2 separate regions of the Zea mays genome follow, and region 2 is linked to region 1. The links are chromatin contacts, called in public Hi-C maps. All regions are on one chromosome and are shown on one strand. Each heading gives the region's core, a stretch centred on a gene start, on an enhancer-like site or on the middle of the called end of the contact. The rest is flanking DNA. Distances are from core to core; before and after follow the strand shown. Region 1 holds the start of LOC103641135 (pentatricopeptide repeat-containing protein At2g26790, mitochondrial). Region 2 holds the start of LOC100382139 (stearoyl-acyl-carrier-protein desaturase10).

What was found. A called contact is a pair of places that touch in the nucleus more often than the background predicts.
Region 2: a contact with region 1 is called in a Hi-C map of leaf, with 8 times the contacts expected there. The contact joins the promoter of LOC100382139 here to the promoter of LOC103641135 in region 1. A contact is called at or near these places in 8 of 25 Hi-C or Micro-C datasets (bundle sheath, ear, leaf and 1 more).

What each region holds. Positions count from the first base shown.
Region 1 is chr10:62,616,575-62,620,079 of Zm-B73-REFERENCE-NAM-5.0, reverse strand. It overlaps LOC103641135 (pentatricopeptide repeat-containing protein At2g26790, mitochondrial), which reads right to left and starts at 1,617. Exons shown (of 5, transcript XM_035963382.1): 1 at 1,203-1,617.
Region 2 is chr10:62,807,142-62,810,646 of Zm-B73-REFERENCE-NAM-5.0, reverse strand. It overlaps LOC100382139 (stearoyl-acyl-carrier-protein desaturase10), which reads right to left and starts at 1,699. Exons shown (of 2, transcript NM_001174900.1): 1 at 791-1,699; 2 at 1-407. The coding sequence starts at 801.

The sequences.
Region 1 (3,505 bases), core at 368-2,867:
AGGTAGTGAATAGTGACAGATCGAGCACCATTTCTCCATGAGGAATTTCATTGTAGAGTTGGTGATACACATGCAAAGAGATGTATAGAACTAACATTGAAACAAGTTATTGATCTTTTGTTTTGATCTTATAGTTTGACAAAAATATTTTTTTTGAAACACGCAGCAGAACTGCGTGTCATTTTATCAAGAAAGGAAAGAGGTATTCCCCTAGGGGTTTAAAAGCCCCCAAGGAAAACAATACAACACACACTTGCAAAAGCAAGATAGGCACACAACCACGACCCTTAGGAGCCAGCCCTCAGGACAAAATCCTGGAGGGGCAACCCTCCAGCCAGACACCACAAATGCCATTCAATGGCCACGGACTAAATCACACTTTGTGTATCCGGTCTAACTCTCTAAATAACACAGGCATTCCCTATGCTTCACCAGCTCCTAGGAGACTAGCACCACCAAGGAATTAAGGGAGTGTTTGAATGCACTAGAACTAATGGTTAGTTGGATAAAAAAATACTAGTTAAATTAGCTGGCTAACTATTAGCTAATTTGCTAAAATTAGCTAATAGTTGAACTATTAGCTAGACTGTTTGAATGTCTACAACTTAATTTAGCAGCTAACTTGCCTAACTATTAGCTCCGGTGCATTCAAACATGGCCAAAATCCCTTCCATGCCTCTTTAGGCAAAGATGTGGATGCTCAACACCACAAGGAATTTAACTATCAGCATCAAGCGGCCTCACAATCGGATTTAATCTTTGTAGCACCAAAGTCCAGACGGACCAGACCTCCTAGGCAAACACACAGGAAGAAAGCACATGGTTGGTTGTTTTCACTGCTTGGTCACAGAAGAGGCAGGCCGGCTGATGGGGCAGCGTTTGGCCAAAGCCAAAAGGTTTGAAACTGCTCGGAACATGCTTTTATGCTCATAACAAATTTATATTCTGCCGACTGAGGGTAGAAATCTCATACTATCATCAAACTAAATGCGTGGCTTTTTTTTCTCAGCAGGGGTCTCTTTAGTTCCCGTACTTCGAGATATCTTTTTTAAGATATTCTTCCATTGTATTCTATCGTAGCCTCGTACAGAATGTGATGCAACTGGAATTAATCATCAAGAGCTAATAACCGGCAATCAAAAAAGGGATGAATCAATTGACACTTCAATGTGCAGTGCTTTTATAATTTATAGTACAGCTACCCGAGCCGCTGTGCTACGCAAAGCACTAACGCAGTGTAGAGGGGCGAACCGGCGACGGGCACTGCCGTGCACCGTGCTTGCGTGCTGGATAGGCCCGGGGCCTGGTTGCTGCGGATGCCGCCGTAATCCTGCGGACGCCTCCGCACCAGCCGCCAACCGCCGAAGCCGGGCAGCGGGAACTCTGGAAGAAGAGCAGGCGGGAACTGCAACCACAGGAGTCAAGGGCGCCTGCTGGCTCGCATTTGCGGAGGAGGTCTCCGAGTCTGGTGGTCCGCCGGCTCGGCGGTTGGCCAGCTGCCTGCCGAGTCGAACTGCGGTCTGCAGGGCGCCGTCGCCGAACGAGGAGGCGATGAGGAGCGCGCTGTTTGTGTTTAGCTGGTGGAGCTGGGCTTTCCAGGCCTCTTTTTTCAGAAAGGTGGGCTGCCTTACAGCCCAATCGCCCATGAGGTAGCAGCCCAATCAAAGGAGCAGCCTCCCTGCCATCGCCGCGCGAGAGAATGCGCTATTTGCTTTTCGCAAAATTGCCATATCTATAATTCATATGTTCAAACAGACCCATAATTTATAGACTCGGTGCTAATTATAAACGCTGACTAAGAGCAACTCTAAGAGACTAAAGGCATGTTTGGTTCACTACCTCAGTTGCCACATTTTACCTAACTTTTGTGCCTAAGGTTAGTTTTTCAATTCGAACGACTAACCTTAGGCAAAGTGTGGCACATTTAGCCACAAACCAAACAGACCTTAAGTATATATGTTTGTAAAGATAAATTTAGCTAATATTAGAAGAAAAGTGTGTCCAATAGACTCTATAAATGAATCTTCAAATTTAGTGGCTTTCTATCCCTCCACCTTCGTTCTCTATTTTTGGATAGCCTGCTTCACTCTCCATTCAATCTGTAGGTTTACCGAGCCTGTTGGATTAACATACACTTTTTCTGTAAAATCGATTTTAGAGTATCTAAATCGGTAAATTTTACTAGCCTTTTTAGCTAATCTCTTGGAGTTGCTCTAATATGCAATCTATACTACTCAAGGGCGTACACAACGTCCGTGCCCCTGCCCCGTCTTGCCTCTACTGTGCCCCGCATCATCTCCCTGCGTGCTCCGCCCCCATTCCAGCGCCCCTCCAACCTCGGTGTCTTCTTCCATCGACAACCAGCCTTCGATGACTATGTCAGGCCATTCATGCGTCGCCCCCTTCCCGACGTGATGGTCGTGCCCCACCCACCCCCATCCCTAGCGCGATGTGTCGCTTCCGCCCTGTTGGGGGCCTTCGTCTTCCGAAGGTCCTCAAAAACATGATTTAACAATGTTTCTGGAGTGTATTACATGACCAGGTATCTTCGGACTTGGAGCAGAACCACAGTGTGATAAGCACGAAGAATACGAAGGTTGACGCAGAGCCGAAGCAATGCGCAAAGGAGCTTCGATATGATAGCAGAAAAGGGAACTGACTTTAAAGGGAAAATGCTATTTAGACCTTGATGGGTCACTATAGAGTCATTAGCAAATGTAAAGGGCATGGGTGTAATTTTACATGGGCTGCGTCCCGTGCCTATAAATAGATAAACAGTGCTCCTGCACTGTTCATGCTGACTTGGCATTTGCTTTTGCGTCACGCTCGTACTTTTACCTTCTTTCAAGCCGAAGGTACATTTGTAACTTGATATCATTTCTATTTTTCTATGATAATAAAATAGAAATGAGCTGATAATGATACATAATTGTTCATGTTACCTTTCACATTTCATGTGATTCTCTTTTCATTATCGTATGCTGTAATGATGAAGGTATGTCCTTCATGACCTTCGTCCGAAGATCATTATATCCCAAGGGAAATAATGCTTCGATGGACGAAGGGCATTAACATTTAACATTCTTTGTGTTGCCTTGTTCTTAACTCATAGCATTTGAGAACAAGTCCCCAACATTGGTGAATGGGAATTAGGCTTACACCTATTTCCTAATTGATTTTGGTGGTTGAATTGCCCAACACAAATAATTGGACTAACTAGTTTGCTCTAAGTGTATAAGTTATACAGGTGCCAAAGGTTCACACTTAGCCAATAGGAAGACCAAGAATTGGGTTCAACAAAGAGAGCAAGGGATAACCGAAGGCACCCTGGTCTGGCGCACCGGACTGTCCGGTACACCAGGGGACTTCACGCTGAACTCTTCACCTTTGGGAAAATCCAGAGGCGCTCCGCTATAATTCACCGGACTGTCCGGTGTACACCGGACAGTGTCCGGTGCTCCAAGGAAGAGCGTCTCAGGAACTCGCCAGCTTCGAGAATTTGCTC
Region 2 (3,505 bases), core at 450-2,949, 190 kb before region 1:
TGGAGTCGGCGCCGGTGAGGTCGCGCACGGCCTCGAAGCGGTTAGGCACGCTCTGGTACGTGGGCAGGGCCTCCTCAGTGATCATGTTGCCCACCAGGCACACCAGGTGGGCGTCGGGCACGCTGGCCGCCCGCGCGCGGAGCTCGCGGCACGCGTCGTGGAAGCCCTCGTCGCCCAGCGCCGCCGGGTCCGGGAGCATGTCCGACGGCTGCCACGCCTCCTCCGCGGGCTTCAGCAGCGGCAGCACGTGCGCCTCCGCCCACGGCTCCAGGTGTGCTAGCACCTCCAGCTTCTCCGGGGCCAGGTACCCCATCCATTCCTGCTCTTCGTCCTGCTTCTCCCGCCGCTTGAGGACAGGGACGGCCATGGTCGTGGTCCCCGTGCTGCTATGACTGCTCCTGCACCTCCTGCATCAACACGTATGCGTGCTCAACCCTCAACGTTCGTGACATTTCACATGAGAGTGCACTATTTTTAAGAAACATATAAGTGTTTGGTGTATATAGTATACACATTGAATTGCATCTATTCATCTCAAATTCATTGTCCTCCCATAACTCTCCCTTTTCTTTGTCATGTATATTTTACAAAGAACATCCCAACCACTTGCACCCTTCCCTAGTAAAAAAAAGAGAAACAAGAAACATGATGTTGGATATGAAATGGAAAGGACCATATACACCGATATGTTTCTCTAATTTTAATATATCCTACATGATACAGTATGCCACATGGATCCAAGAACATACAGTAGAATAACATCAAAATAGAATTACTACAACATTTTTACCTGTATTTCATGTGCTTGGTGAATTATCCGTTGGGCTATATTTGTATGCCACATGAATTACTCGTTTCATACTGTCATACAACAGAGGCGTAGCTGGTGGGTGGTCCGGGTGGTCCATGGCATACCCTTAGCCAGCCCACTGGACCACCAGTCTAGAGACAATACGACACCAATAGTCCATAGGGTATATGAGAGTGGGAGACCAGCAGTCAAGCCGCCACCTGATGGAAGATCATCACAAAAATAAAAGCAACAACAAGGTGGCAGGTGCGCGGCATGCCCCCACCATCGCCGCTAGTGAGCGCTGTTGTTCGGCTCTCCTCCAGTCCCTCTTAGACCTTAGCCCTGAGCTTACAGGAAGAGATGGTGAATTTGTAGCAAACCCTAACTTTTTCTCTGCAATTTTGATCCATGATGTTTAGTTTTTTAAAAGATTTTTTAGGTAAACTTGAAGTTCTTATGGCATACCTCATGAAAAAATCCTAGCTACGCATACAACAAGTAGTTTTTTTCATTATTTGACTCTTAAAAAAATTAGGAATTATAGTTCGTGAATTATCCGTTGGGCTATATATACTTGCATGAGCTTGTCCTATAAAACCATCTAAAAATATATACACCTAAAATACAACAACTCCGTTATTGTAATAAGTCACACAAATTAAACAAGTAGCTAGTAGTATGATATATAATGTATTGTAAGTACTACCAGTGGATGATCTGTGGGAGGGTGACTCTTGTTCTTGCCGATGATGCAAATTTGAAGCAGTAGTAGCTGTCTTTAGCATTTGCTGGTTTGTAGGATACTCCATGTCCAGCCACAGCAAGCAGTGGTGTTGTTGCCGCCATGGCTGCTCAAACTCGTAGAAGGTAGTATGAATAGGAAGGGACGAAATGGAAGGCGAGCTAGACGAGGTGCCCGGGTTTGGTCGCTGAGATGTGCTGCGGAGGAGGCCGACCGTGGAGCTGCATATTTATAGAGGATAGAGCGAGCTCGCCACTTTCCACCACCGACTTTAATTACGTCGTCGTCACCACTAGGAAGAAAACGGTTGCAATAAATCCCCTTCCGTTTATCCCAATTTTTATATGCTATCTCTCAAATTCGTATTAACGGTTGTTTCAACTGTTTTTTATTTTTTTTCGGTTTTTGACAAATCTGAAAAAACACTAGTAGAAAAAAGCTCTAACCTTACGGTGATGCCTAATTTTTACAGGCGATTTTGATTATCAACCGTCAGTGCTATTTTTACTGTCGGTTAATTAAAAAACTGTCACAAAAATCATATTCTTATAGGCGGTTCGTTAAGAAAACCATATGTAGAAATCCATGATTTCTAGTGGCGCTATTCTCAAGAAACCGTCACTAGAAATCGATTTCTAGTGACAATTTTCTTAAGAAACCGCCGCTAGAAATCATTTTTTCCTTAGTTTTTTGAGTTTTTAAATGACTTCGGATGATAAAACTACTAAAATAATGTTGTCGATCTCGAAAAGTTATGAAACTTTATAGTTGACAACTTCTTTATTTGAAATCATCTCGACTCTCAAAAATTACATTCAAATTTGTCAAATTCGAAATGCAAATTTTGAAAACGACATCAGATGGAGAAAGTATCAAAACCAAAGTTATAGAACTTGAAAAGTTATTCAACTTTGTAGTTGACAACCTTTTTGTTTGAATTTATTTACGGCCTCAAATAGTTAATTTACGCCCAGTTGATAATAATATGTGAGCAACAAAATTGTAACCTAAGCACAAGGCATGTCATAGGTAGAGTGGTAGAGGAGGCTTTGTGCGAGGTTGAGGTTGAGGTTGTGGGTTCGATTCCTAGCTGCCACAATTCCACAACTTGATTTTCACTGGCGGTTTCATTACGTCGACCACCAGTTCAGGAAATCGATTTCCACTGCGGTTCTCAATTAACCGTTTGTGAACTACTGGCGGTTATGGAAAATGTCAGTACAAATATGTTCACAATCGTCTCTATAGCTTTCAGTTCTTCCATTTTTTTGCCACGGTATACAACTTTTATCTTTGTAGGTTATCCAGTTTTAGAAAGTACGATAATACAACACAATCATCTCTCTACTATAGAACTGATCTTCATTGTCGGTCCATCACTACTAGTTTCTTTGCAGCCTATAGTGATAACCTTTCACTACCTGCGGTTCTTAATTTAAAAATCTAAAAATGATTAAGGGTCCTTAAAAACTCGTTAATAACAGTTCATATAAACGGTTTCATTACGTCGACCACCAGTTGAAATCAATTTTCACTAGCGGTTTCATTACAATTTCCACTGGCGGTCCTCAATTAACCGTTTGTGAAAACTAATATTTCTACTGGCGGTTATGGAAAACGCCAGTACAAATAGGTTCACAACCGTCTCTATCGTTTTCGGTTCTTCCATTTTTTGCCAGGGTATACAACTTTTATCTTTGTAGGTTATCCTGTTTTAGAAAGTACAATAATACAACACAATCATCTCGCTACTATAGAATTGATCTTCATTGTTGGTCCATCACTACTAGTTTCTTTGCAGCCTATAGTGATACCTTTCACTACCGACGGTTATTAATTTAAAAATCTGAAAATGATTAAGGGTCCTTAAAAACTTGTTAATAATGGTTCATATCACTACCGGCTTAAGCCACGAACCGGCAATGATTTATCACTTTCGGTTTAATCCATAAACGAATAGTGATATTGTG